Regions from separate parts of the Sus scrofa genome. Here region 1 is linked to region 2. A link is a contact called in public HiChIP or PLAC-seq data. All regions are on one chromosome and are shown on one strand. Each heading gives the region's core, a stretch centred on a gene start, on an enhancer-like site or on the middle of the called end of the contact. The rest is flanking DNA. Distances are from core to core; before and after follow the strand shown.

Region 1 (7,280 bases), core at 254-2,753, 340 kb after region 2:
CTCCATTAAATGAAAGCTCAATGTAGTGCCTTCTTTTAAAATTAAGTCAATCTTTCCAGGAGCTAGAACATTTTATACAAATATACACAATTATCTGTTTTTTTCAAAAGAATTGTTCTTTATCGTAATTTTATTGTTTACTGTACTTTATGTAAAAAATCTTCAAAAAATTTTTTTCTCAAGATTAAGTGCAAAAAAATTACCTCCAAATAAAAAAGGCCCCCTTTTGATTAGATAGAATGAAAGTTGTATAAACTATTTTATTTCATATATTGCTTTGTGTGGCTACCAGAGAGGCTCAGTAGCAGTTATCCTTAACTTAGGCTGCGAGGCTAACTTTGGACCAGAGCACAGCTATTTGAACCTATTGACTTGACCTCCTTTAATAAACACATAGAAGTATTTTAATTCCATTGCAGATAATCCCTTGATAACAAATACTTCTAAGAAAAAAAAAATGGCAACATTTTCCTCCTTTCCAGTCTCATACCATTAACAGGCTAAATTTCTAATCTTTTGCTAGATCCTTTATGAGAACCATTGAGACAGCTATTTTTATTCAATTTTAAACCATGTATATAAGACCTTTTCTTTTTCAAAAGAAATACTTAAATTATTCTTAACATAATACCATAGAACATGAAGGTTTCTTTCAGCCTATATGTAAGCTTGACTATATCATTTTGCAAAGTATTTAATACATTACCTTGTCTAAAGAAGTATCACAGAAAATCCACAAAAGCAGTTCTTCACCCTGAATTGAACTTCATAAAAGAATATTCTATAAATGCTAAACAAAAGTTTAACTCATAGTTGTAGAGCTATGCAAGTTAAACAAAGGGGATTGCTAAATTTAAATGGAGCATTTTACTGCTGTCATTTTCACTATAGTTTACTCTTAAAATTGTAGTAGTATAATGAAGGATAAGCCTTTTCTGGCATTATTGAGATTTGGTTTCCTTGAGGAAATTATCCCTAATTAAAGACAAAGGTTGGATATCTTCATGATGTTATATTAAATATCTACTCAGACCTACCTCTTAATTCCAGCCTTCAGTGTCCTGCACACTAAATCAGGTCTATCCTTCTGGCCTTACAGTTCAGTGTCTGCTCTATAGTAGTGATTTTCAAACTACAGGGTCCTATGTTTCTGCAAAGGAGCCTTATGACTCTCATAAGATCAAAAGTGTTGTGGGGAGTAAAGCAAGGGCACAGCTCTGAAGCTGCTTTTATCTGTTTTCTATTTTAGGCCTTCATGCAAGATTTCTTTTGGCATAGTAATGCCCACTGCTGTTCATGAGCCATCTACTCTGGACAGACCATCTTATCTTAACAAAACCTGAGGAGCCCTCCAAAAAGGGCTGTCTTCAAACCCAGGGCTACTGCTTGCATATATGTGCTTTTGCCTGAATTACAAAAAGGCATTTCTTTTGTGCCCTTGGGCTGAAATAGGGTCGTCCCCCTGCCCCCCACCCCGCCTCCACTTTGTGCCAGGGCCAGAGCTCCAGGAACAAAGGCAAGGCTGTATTTAAGCCTCCTCATCTCCCTTACTGCATTTCTCTGTGCAGTGTACAAAATACATGACATATTTGGCAGCACTTCCTGAACCTTTCCTTCACTATATTTCTAACCCAGAATCTCTTCTGAAGTCTCCTCCAATCTAAAAGTCACAATTCAACTCTGACAGCTAGCCAAATTGACTTTTTAGAGACAAAGGAAAGTTCTCCACTGGGATCCACACATGCAATTGCATAAGTAAAATACAAAGAACACCCGGATAGTTAGCAACAATTACTGTAAAGGATTTAGGAGTTTGACTGTAACCTTTATGAAGCACACTCATGCCATTTGAGGGTTGCATTCAGAGTTCAAATCAGAGACAGAATGAGGTCCTCCCCAGTGCTCAGCCAGCGTGGATACCACTGTGTCCAGGTGCTGAAGGATTGATGAGGTAGAGCTTTGCTTCTCAAATTGTGGTCCTTAATAGCATTAGCATCTCTTAGAAATATGTTAAAAATGCCAGTTCTTAAGACCCACCTGGGACTGACTAAATCAGAAACTCTGGGGGTAGGACCCAGCAATCTGTTTTTTCACAAGCCTGTAGGGTGATGCTGATGCATGCAAAGTTGGAGAAACCAGGGCCTAGGCTATTTCTGGAAGAGTGCAACCAGGATGGTAAAGAGAAGTAAAACCACACCATGTAAACTATGGTAGATTAAAGGAACTGTGCATGTTTAACCAAGAGAAGAGATGATCTTAAGTATGTATGAGAGTTGCCTTCATCCACAGTATTTGTGAAAGAATGGCTAGATTTCTTCCTTGTGCTCCCAGACAATAGAAGACCAACCAATGAGAAGAATTAGTGAGAGTTAAAATTTCATTCCTCGTAAGAAGCTTCCTAAATTATTAATAATTCTTGTATCTCAGAAGGGTAGTGAGTTCTCCAAAGCTGGAGGACTTAATCAGTGGCTGGATCCCTACATATGGGGGGTTTATGAATGTCAGTTAGAAGAATGAGGGCAGCCAGAAAAGGAGAAATTTTGTTTCCCCTAAATAGCTTTTCAAATCCTTTTTGAGCAATTAGATCTAGCATTGATATTCTTTTTAATTTTCAGAATAACTGATAAATCTTTCAGATGGCTTTTGGACAGCCCCAGAGGAAATATGTCATTGTTCTAACTATTCAATTATTTTGCCTGTTTTCCTACACTTCAGTAAAAAATTGGAAGTGTTTCAGATAGTGGAGGGTCGGGGTGGGGGAGGAATATTCCCTAATGCTTCCTCTAAGAGATAATCACTTGACAGGTTTCTTTCTTACATGGAATAATTTTGATTGATATGTATTTCTCCACCTCCTTTATAGTTAGCAAACCCTTTCCTCCCAACCTTTCCTTAGTTTTTAATAATCTCTTAAAATAAGAATTAAAATTTTTTCAATTTAGCATTACCATACTGTAAATCACAGTCAGTGGTACTTTGCTTTTTATTTTTTTTTATTTTTTGCTTTTCAGAGCTGCACCATGGCATAGAGAGGTTTCCAGGCTAGGGGTCGAATCAGAGCTGGAGCTGTCAGCCTACACCACAGCCACAGCAATTCCAGATTCAAGCCGTGTCTGTGACCTTCACCACAGCTCACGGCAATGTCAGATCCTTAACCCACTGAGCATGGCCAGGGATCAAACCTGCGTTCTCATGGATGCTAGTCAGATTGTTTCCACTGAGCCATGATGGGAACTCCAGTACTTTGCTTTTTAGAGTAGACTAATCCCATAATGTTCATTCATTTTTCAGAACATGTATTACTATATAAATAGCACACTGGCTGTGATATATATTTTCAGTGTGTATGTTTTAATCCGAAGTGGATATAAAATTTTACTTAATTTTTTAAGAATTTGTTTTTAAAAAACTTTATTTCTTTTCAAATTTGGTAATTATTATACTCTTTGTAGTAACTATTATATGTAGTATCTTTTCCCATCTAAGCAGGAATACTTCCAACTTTACAACTTGCTACAGAAGACCAGCTTAGCCTATACCTGACCATATTTTTTATTATCAAACTTAAATGGAAATTAAAACAAGGAAATATTATCAGGTCTTCTTTAATAGTTAACAAATTTTAGCCTTGAGTTCGCAATACAAATTTCACAGAATTTGAATCTATGAAAAATCTGAATCTGACTTAATTTTTGGTAGTTAAATGTAGATCTTTATGAGTTGCAGGCTATTTACCAAACAGTGTGCTTGGTATTATGTTTCTGTTAGGAGCTATAATTCAAACACGGACCAGTAGCAAACTTAGCATGAAGCCAGATAAAACACCATAGTGATTCAGAACAGAACTAAGTAGTTCATGCTATTTATGGTAACACTTTTAGTGCACCTAGTGACTTTTCAAGTGCAATAGATTAATGAAGTAGTATCATACAACTATATATTTTGTAGTCTATTCATGACTCAGTAATGTGTCAATCTAATGTTTAGCCTTAAATAAACATATGATTAGAAACAGCAAGCCTATAAATTACCCCTAAAGAAATCATGATTGTAAAAGACAGTCTTTTCTCTGAATTAATACTATGTCAGTGATGTTTTAGAATGCACAAGAACTGAAAGTAAATTTAATTGAATATTGAATATTTAAATGTAAATCTTTGGGAAATCTCTAAATTTATGCAGAAATCACCATATTTGGTTCCTCTGGTTAGCCTTCCAAATCAAAAGATTAACATTTGTTGCATGGAATTTGATTTATCTTTGATTCCTTCCTAAAATGTTTTAGCAAAATTAATGAGGCTGAACCATTGACTTTTCAATTATTGAGAACTCAGAATGTAAGACTCATTTTAATCTCAAAATTAATGAAAGCAAATTAAGTAGCCTTGCGCAGGTTAAAAAAAAAAAAGTCTCCAGCAAAGCTGGAGATAATTATGATACTTAAAAAGAGGAAGGAAATAATGACTTCAACTCCTGCCTTACATTATCTAGTCAAAATTTAGTATAAATAAGCATGCATTTCCTTTTTTTTTTTTTTTTTTTTTGTCTTTTGCCATTTCTTGGACCGCTCCCTCGGCATATGGAGGTTCCCAGGCTAGGGGTCCAATCGGAGCTGTAGCTGCCAGCCTGTGCCAGGGCCACAGCAACACAGGATCCAAGCCACATCTGCAACCTACACCACAGCTCACGGCAACGCCGGATCGTTAACCCACTGAGCAAGGGCAGGGATCGAACCCGCAACCTCATGGTTCCTAGTCAGATTTGTTAACCACTGCGCCATGACGGGAACTCCTGAATTTCCTTCTTAACCAGATTCTTATGTATTTTTTAATATCAAACTCAAATGGAAGTTAAAACAATGAAATACTATCAGGTTGTCATCTTCCCTTTTTTTTTTTTTTTTTTTTGCTTTTTAGGGCTGCACCTGCGGCATATGGTTCTAAGCTATGGTTTGAATCGGGGCTACAGCTGCGGGCCTATACCATAGCCCCAGCCATGCAGGATCTGAGCCTCATCTGTGACCTCCACCTTAGCTCAGTGCCAGATCCTTAACCCAGTGAGTGAGGCCAGGGATAGAATCCACATCCTCATGGATTCTAGTTGGGTTCGTTAACCACTGAGCCACGAAGGGAACCCCCCTGGTCTTCTTAATAGTTACAATTTCAGCCTTAAGTTAGCAATACAAATTTCATGGGATTTGAATATATGAAAAATCTGAATCTGTCTGTCCTAATTTTTGTTGGTAAAAAGTAAATCTTTATGGAGTTCCCATTGTGGCTCAGTGGGTTAAGAACCCAACAGTGTCCATGAGGATGTGGGTTTGATCCCTAGCCCCAGTGGGTTAAGGATCCGGCATCGCAGGTGTGGCTGGGATCCTTCTTTGCTGTGGTTGTATGTAGCTCCAATTTGACCCCTAGTCTGAGAACTTCCATATGTCACAAGTGCATCCCTAAAAAGAAAAAGTAAAAAAGTACACCTTTATGAAGTGCAGGCTATTTACCATGCAGTTTACTTGGTACTGTGTTTCTGTTAGGAGATATAATTCAAACACAATTAAATAAGATCCCTGTCCTCAAAAGAATGTACAGTAAGTACCTTTGGAGATACTGGCAGACATAGAAGAAAGTAACATGACAGAGAAAAACAGAAGCCTGGAAAGGAAGTGGTGGCAGATAATACATTCTCAGTGAACCAAAGACTGCATAGGTAATTTTCGTCTATTCAAAAAAGGAATCAGGTCTATGGATTTAAACACATATACTACTAATTTTAAGCCAGTCAGGTTTATGGTCCTAATGATTTAATATAGTTGCATTGATAAAATCTTCTACCATTAGCTCCAGTTAATAAATATCATTGAGAAATTGTACAATAATTTTTTTTTTTTTTTAAGGCCTCACCCACAGTGCATGGAAGTTCCCAGGCTAGGGGTCTAATCAGAGCTGTAGTTACTGGCCAACAGCCATAGCAACACAGGATCCGAGCCAAGTCTGTAACACAGCTCATGGAAACACCAGATTCCCGACCCACGGAGTGAGGCCAGGGATCAATCCAAATCTTCATGGATACACCAGATGCCTGACCCACTGAGTGAGGCCAGGGATCAAACCAAATCCTCATGGATACTGGTCAAATTTTTTTCTGCTGCTCCATGATGGGAACTCCCACAATGATTTTTAATTTGTCTAAAATTCATATTTTTCACTATTTCACATCCGCCCCTCTAACTATCAAGGTGGTAAATACAAACATGTTTCACTATTTATACAAACTTTAATGGTAATAATATAATTTTTAACAACTGAATTTATTTTTGGTGAGCCAAGTAACAATTTTTGCATAGAATGACCAATGTAATGTTAAAAGGCACATTATTTGTACAGAGCTCATATACATGAATTGATTTAATCCTTACAAATCCCAAATGTCAGGTCCATTTTACAGATTATGTCTGCTTAATGCTTAGAGAGATTAATATGCTAATCCATTTTTACAGGCAAAATTCAAAACCCATTTTTTTCTTTGACTTTACAAGAGTTTCTTCTATTCCTTGTACAGGACAGATTGGGAAAGAAAATTAAAATTAGAAGCGGTTTTTATCAACAATTTTACAATCAAAAAAGGTCTGAAAAATACATTATTAGTAGTATGTAGGAATACAAGGGAAAAGCATATTTGAACAAGTGAGGAATAAATTAGAAAATATGCAGGCAAATAAGAAAATGGTTACTATCAGTCATGACATGTTTTCTTGTTTTCAAAAGTTGTTCTGTGTAGAGAATTTCTAATTTTTCTTTTTAGCCAGTGGCAGAGATAGTAGTTTTAATATGAAAATCATCTTTATTTTTAAGATCCCTTTTTTGATCCAGCAAGTGGCCAAGTTCCTTTGCCTCCTGCTAGGAGATTACCAGGTGAAAATGTCAAATCCAACAGAACATCACAGGACTATGATCAGCTTCCTTCATCTTCAGGTGAGTTGGCTAATAATAGTAATAATAATACCCTACATTTGTATAGTGCTTTTTGGAGCACCTTTTTATTCATTATATAATTTAATGAGCATTGCCAGCCTAAGAAAGTATTTTTATCGCCTTTGCATTTGCTCATAAAACTTGTATTATGAGAAGAATGCCTACAAAATTTCCTCATGGAAAAGAAAATATTAAGCCTTAATATCTTTGATCTGTCAGTAAAGCAGTTTCTGTGATTCAAAAACTGTTAATTCTCTAACTTTCGTTTTGCCTTTTCAGCCATGGAAAATGGGAGAGATGTTTTTTGTA
Region 2 (6,567 bases), core at 1,833-4,332:
TGCCACAATGGGAACTCCTCCAGGAAGCCATTCTTGCCCCTTTTCACCTAGTTGACTGTTTGTTATTTATCACATGCCTTAGGGTGTGAATAATTCTGCCATATTCCATTTCAAATAGCTTCCTTTTGTGTGTGACTTTTTTCCAATAAATTAGTGGCTTAATAGCAGTAAATGTACATACAGAACATCCAAATAGTTCGAAATACATCTTGATCTGAATAGAAATTTAAAAAATGGTCTAGCAGTACAAAATTCAATCTAGTCTAACTCTCCTAATTTTTAAAGATTTACATATTTACATACAAATTATCACATAACAGGTATGATTTTTTTAGTATAATAATAAGTAATCACCTTTAGAGAACCCCCCACACACACCATTTATTACTTTCTGTGCCTGAAATACTTCCTTTACACAGCTCTTCCCTATTTCTATTACCACCACTGCTACAACTACTACTACTACTATTGCTATAAATGTTACAGCCATCACCACCACCAAGGCCACCACTATTATTATTGCTAAGACTTGTTCTTCAGGTGTCAGCCTTATCCAATGTCTCAGACAGGCTGAGTCCTCAAAACTAGTGTTTTCTTATCAGTTCCTGCAGCCTACATGAGTTGCTAATAAGTGGAGGTATTAATCTCCTCACCCCCTGTTGATCTCATCTGCTAATCAGTTACCATCATATACTATCACATCGAATAGCGTGTCTTGAAAGGAAGAAAGTTAACCCTGCTCTAACCACCACTACCTCTCTCCTTCCTGGTATGGATGGTAAATATCTGTGATTCTTTCATGCCAAGCAAGGAACAACATGAAGGCAGGGACTTACCTTTTTACACAGTTCAGACCACCCATGCTTAGCAGTGTCTGGCATATAGCATGTCATCAATATGTATTTGCTGAATGACTATATAAAGTGGCCATGTCTACATTTCATAGACACTGTAAAGACAAAAGGAACTACTTTGGGTTCTGTCTGCCTTTCTGGAGAGCTTGAATGACAGAATCAAAAATGTCAGTCTCCTGATGGTTCTCAGAGGGCAGAGGATTTCAGAAACAGGTTGTCAAGAAAGAGAACAGAGTGATGAGATAAGTGGAGACAGAAAAGATGTCAGAAGCATTAAAATAAGCACTGGTCAATAACAATCAATGTTCTGCTTAGCTTGTCATGATAGGTGGAAGATTGTGGCCTTGAGGGAATGGGTCCCAGGAGGCAGGAAGTGGACTTTCAACAAAGGAAACCAAAAAGATATAGGAAATGTATATTAAGTTTCTCATTATTTCAGTGGAGCTCTAATTTTTGAAATATATATATATATATAATTTTTGAGATGTAATTTACATACTACAAAAACTCACAATCTACAGTATACAGTTCTATGATTTTTGACAAGTATAATGAGGTATAACAACCACACAATCATAATAGAAAACATTTTCCCTTACCTTCAAGATATTCCTCATTCCCCTTTCTCAATCTCCTCCTTCCTCCATTCCTATTTATCTGCCTACTGCCACTATTGTTTTGACTTTTCCAGAATGTCACATAAATGAAATCAAACAATATACAGATTTTTTAGCCTAACTCCACTTAACGTAATGCATGTGAGATTCACCCACATTTTTGCATGTATTAATAGTCCATGTCATTTTATTTTATTTTATTTTGCGAGGGCTATTCCATTGTGTGTAAATATGGCAGTTTATTCACTGATTGATGAACATTTAGGTTATTTTCAGTTTTTTTTATTACATCTAAAGCTGCTATAAACATTTCATGCACAGGATTTTTAGTGAGCATGTATTTTCATTTGTCTTCAGTAAATAGCTGGGAATGGGATTGCCGGGTCATAGGATGAGTGTATGTTTACCTTTCTAAGAAACTTCCATTCTGTTTTCTGAAATACTTCCTAAATTTTAGTTTCTTAAATTGCTAACATCCTATCTTCATGCATAACCATTGGTAAGGCTAAGGTCTTGCAGATGGTATATAACTATAGTAAGAGAGAAATAGGATGCACATTTTTGATGGGAAGGAAAAACAGATCACATGTGAAAGTATACCATGAGGTATCTTCTGATCTGGCCTAACAGTCCCTATTTTGAAGACATAAGTCAAGATGAAATCAAGGTGGGAGATGCTTCCTGTCAGGTATCATTTACAAATACCCATTTGGCTCTCCTGGCTCTAAGGCTCAGTGCTTCTTGTATTATATACACACCTTGTACCTTCATACACTGATCTGACTCTGGGCTCTATCAGAGGGACTGAGAATGTAATTCTAAAAACTTCATGTGTGCCAGGAAAAAGAAATCATGCCTCTCTGTTTGACAGCATTAACTGTGTCCTGGAGGTTCTTTAAGAAAGGGGAAAAAAAAAAAAAAAAAAAAAAAAAACTAAGAAAGAAAATCTTACTCAAAATACATTTTTTTTTCCTTCTGGCACATTTCCTGAATCCAGCTGGAACTGGAAAAGCATGTGCCAAAATGCAGTTTGGAAAAGTGTTCGTGTTTGTGAGTGTTTCGGCTCTGCCTGGAACCAAGAAGTAGCCAAAGTCTTAAATGTGAATGAGTTCCCCCTGAGCCTTCCAAACTAGTCATATAGTGTGATTTTACCTGGCATTATTGCCATCCAAAGCTGTAACTCTGAGTCTCCAAATATAAAATTTCAGGAAGGAGGTGTCTAATTCCATTAAATAAAGATTAATGAAGATTGGGGTAGACAATGGAAAATGCTTCTCTGCTTCTGTTTGCTAACACTATCAGAACTTTGTACAAAATGTATAAGGCAGATGCCTTCAGAAAGAGAGGGAAAGGATTTAAGAAACCCATGAGCCCTGTCCCTAGAGATCCGGAAGCACTGAATTGGTTTACAGCTCTTCCTGTGGCTGGAGGGAGTAAATAAGCCCCTGTCCATGTGTCAGTTCTTAAACTGGCAGGGGCTATATAGGGCTCAGATAACTCAGTGATGATAGAGTCCTTCAAAATAACTTTTCACATAGTGAAAATAGCACTCTTGACGAGTAGCTCTTCACGAACACTGATTGAGAGTCATACTTTAGTCACCACACATGACCTATCATTTATGACTTGCAGAGCACAGCTGTTTGTGAGTGATCTCTGATGAGTTGTCTTAATAGGAGAAGTTGAGCAAGAAACTTACAGGCTTGTTGCTCATTAATGCTTTCTTGAAACTCTGTGAGAGATACAAGAAGCTGCCCAGAATTTAATAATCATAGAAGAGTAGTCACAGCCCTTATGAAAAAAAAGGAGAAGCACAGAGAAATGAAGCCATTTAGAGTCTGTCAGAGAACAGTGAATTTCAAAAACAACCCTTCTGTTTCATTAAAAATTTATTTATTCAAGTTTAATGTACTTTGAAATGAATTTGCATTTTATAAAGAACAGAATATATTTTCATAATACTAGATCAAGGAAACACCACCCCAGAAAGTTTACTTATATACTGTAACAAGGTCAAGTGGGTTATGCCCTAAATTCGACATACTTGAGTATTAAATTCATGTTCTATAAATTACTCATGATGACATCTTACCTTATAATATAACGTGGCTCTCGATCAAAGCCTTCTTGAAATACACCTTGCACTTCAAGCTCATTTGATCTGAATATACCCATTTTTAATTCCTATCAAAGAAATATGTATAATTCATTTCCTGAAAGTGCACATAGTGAGAGAGTAAGAAATTGAATTTGTTTCTTCTAAAATAATCTTAAATGCTCAAGGGCCTATCATGCAAAATCTTGGCTTACAGACTTCTGGTTCCATTTTTCTGATGAGGAATCAAGCCACAGAGTATTTTTCTAAAATACTTTCTAGCTCATTAAAGTAAAATTATAACATGTTAGACTATTGGGAAAATTTAATGCAGTGGTCTGTAAACTATGGCCCATGGTCTAACCATCTGTTTTTGTAAATAAAGTTTTAGTGGAACCAAGATGTTTCCATTCATTTAAGCAGTGTGTATGCTTTCCTGCTATAGTGACAGGGTTGAGTAATTGTCACAGAGACCATATGGCCCACAAGCTGAAAACTCTTACTGTATGACTTTCAAAAAAGAGTTTGCCAACCCTTGATTTAGTCTATGCCCTACCTTTTATAATAACCAAAAACACAAAAGATTTAACAATTTCCATTACTGTTTGAGACAGAGGAGTTTATTATCATATTATGAAATCTTAAAATTCCAAAAATAGGTTCTGGTTTGGTTTCCTTTGATATATATGTGAGAAAATCTCCTTTGTCCCTTTGTACTAAAATGAGATTGAACTAGTATGATCAATGGAAAAGGGATGTTGACTCTACCGTCTTTCTCAAAGACCCAGATACCAAAGCCTCAGGGAACCTATAGCTTCTTAGTATTTAATGAATTTAAACATTATATACAAAATCCAGTTTTTGTTCAAAAAAGAGCAAAGGACTTTAAAACAAACTAGGTGCATATAATGAGATTGGAAAAATTACAGTAAGGAGCTATGACATAAATCAACCACATGACTCTTCTTGTAATGCTTCCCCTTTTATTCAGTTTAGTTATGACAAAAAGGAAGCACTAGACATTGAAAGGGCAATTGGAATGCTCCTCAGTTAAGTTGTGAGCTGACAGCTTTCTTCAAAGGAGCCTAAGGCCATACTGTAAGAAAGCCCATGAAAGCACTTGACTCCAAGGTGTTCTGAAGTCAGAAAATATCAGAGCATTTTTATCTTAAGGATGCTTGGATAGGATTTTTAATGCCATGTAAAACCTTGATAAAATCATATTGCAGTGTCCATGAATGGTACCCCCTGGAGTTACACAGTGTACAGCCTGGGAAAACATGTGGCACCACTATTTCTGAAGTCCTAGCACTCTCATTTTTTTTTTTTTTTTTTTTTTTTTTTTTTTTTTTTTTTGCTATTTCTTGGGCTGCTCCTGCGGCATATGGAGGTTCCCAGGCTAGGGGTCTAATTGGAGCTGTAGCCACTGACCTACGCCAGAGCCACAGCAACGTGGGATCTGAGCCGCGTCTGCAACCTACATCACAGCTCACGGCAACGCCGGATCGTTAACCCACTGAGCAAGGGCAGGGATCGAACCCGCAACCTCATGGTTCCTAGTCGGATTCGTTAACCACTGCGCCACGACGGGAACTCCCTCATTTTTAATGTAAATCCATTTTTAATAGGAAAAATATAAATTTACAATGTAGAAGTAATTACATATATAAAAGTGATGCGATTTGCATCACTAAAGAGCCTGAGTCCTTAAGCACCTATTTCAATTCACTGACATTCAGTTGCTATAGACCTACCTTTTTTCATCATATTTATCAAAATTCTGTCCAGCAGGCATCAAGAATCTTGCACAATACAAAATATATTTCTGGCTCCAAATATATAACACTTTAAATAAAGGCCATTACGAGTTCTTGTTGTGGCTCAGTGGAAATTAATCTGACTAGTATCCATGAGGACGGAGATTCGATCCCTGTCCTCATTCAGTGAGTTACAGACCCAGCATTGCCATGAGCTGGCCTGTCTTCCATGAGCAGATGCGGCCCGGATCTGGCATTGCTGTGTCTGTGGCATTGGCAGCTACAGCTCTGATTTGACCCCTAGCCTGGGAACCTCCATATGCTACAGGTGCGTCCCTAAAAAGACAAAATAATAATAGTAATGGCCATTAAAATCATTATTTTTTATAATCCAGGTTTTTTCTTTTAGAATAATTTTATTGAGGTATAATTTATGCACAACAAATTGCATCCATTTAAGTATCTAGCTTGATGTGTTTTGACAAACATATATAACTGTGTAACCACTGTCATAATCAAGTTATAGAACATTTGCATCACCTCAGAAAGTTCCCTCTTGTCCCTTTACAATTACCACCCCATGTCTGCAGACAATTTGTGGTCTGCCTTCAGTCATCATAGATTAGGTCTGACTGTTTTAGAATTCACATGAATGGAATGATGCTATATACATTTATAATTTATAATCTTCTTTCAATCTGTTTGGGATTTATTCATGTTGTTACATGTATCAGTGTTTCATTTTGTTTTATTGCTGATGCCTCTCCATTGTATGGACATACTACAATTTGTTTACCTGTTCACCTGTTGACAGGTATCTGGTTGTTTCTAATGTGGGGCTAATATGATAACACGGCTGTGAACATTCACGTAAAGTCTTTATGAGGACATGTGCTTTGTTTCTTTTTGGTCAATAACAAAGAATGGAATTTCAGCTTGAAGTATTTAGCTTAAGTTTTTAAAGCTTATTCTACTTTTTTCTGATTCCTTCACATCTGTATTTAAATTTATATCAATATTTATTAAAATAAAGTAGAATTTGTTAGCAGACATTTGGTCCATAAGACATTTGGTACACACCAAAAGGCCCTTGAAATTTGGCCCTATCCAAAATGTCTATAAGCATATTTGGTTCATGCTGAAGAAATTGAGGCAGGACCAAATATCAAGGATCTTTTGTCATGGATCAAATGTCTTACGGACATTTTAGACAGGACCAATTGTCCTACAAGGACTCTGCTCAA

What was found. HiChIP or PLAC-seq counts read pairs in DNA pulled down with a chosen protein or histone mark.
Region 1: a contact with region 2 is called in an H3K27ac HiChIP or PLAC-seq map of alveolar macrophages. The contact joins two enhancer-like sites. A contact is called at or near these places in 3 of 47 Hi-C or Micro-C datasets (fetal heart ventricle, fibroblasts and heart right ventricle) and 1 of 2 datasets of contacts at active chromatin or transcription factors (alveolar macrophages).

Annotation. Positions count from the first base shown.
Region 1 is chr13:153,679,093-153,686,372 of Sscrofa11.1, forward strand. CBLB (E3 ubiquitin-protein ligase CBL-B) reads left to right here. Exons shown (of 19, transcript XM_021070494.1): 18 at 6,852-6,971. Among named protein-coding and RNA genes, the nearest start is that of CBLB, 200 kb to the left of the region's middle. Within about 2 kb of position 1,504, at least 3 of the 83 cell types and tissues checked have an H3K27ac peak or open chromatin away from gene starts, as enhancers often do.
Region 2 is chr13:153,342,464-153,349,030 of Sscrofa11.1, forward strand. No RefSeq gene overlaps it. Among named protein-coding and RNA genes, the nearest start is that of CBLB, 130 kb to the right of the region's middle. Within about 2 kb of position 3,083, at least 27 of the 83 cell types and tissues checked have an H3K27ac peak or open chromatin away from gene starts, as enhancers often do.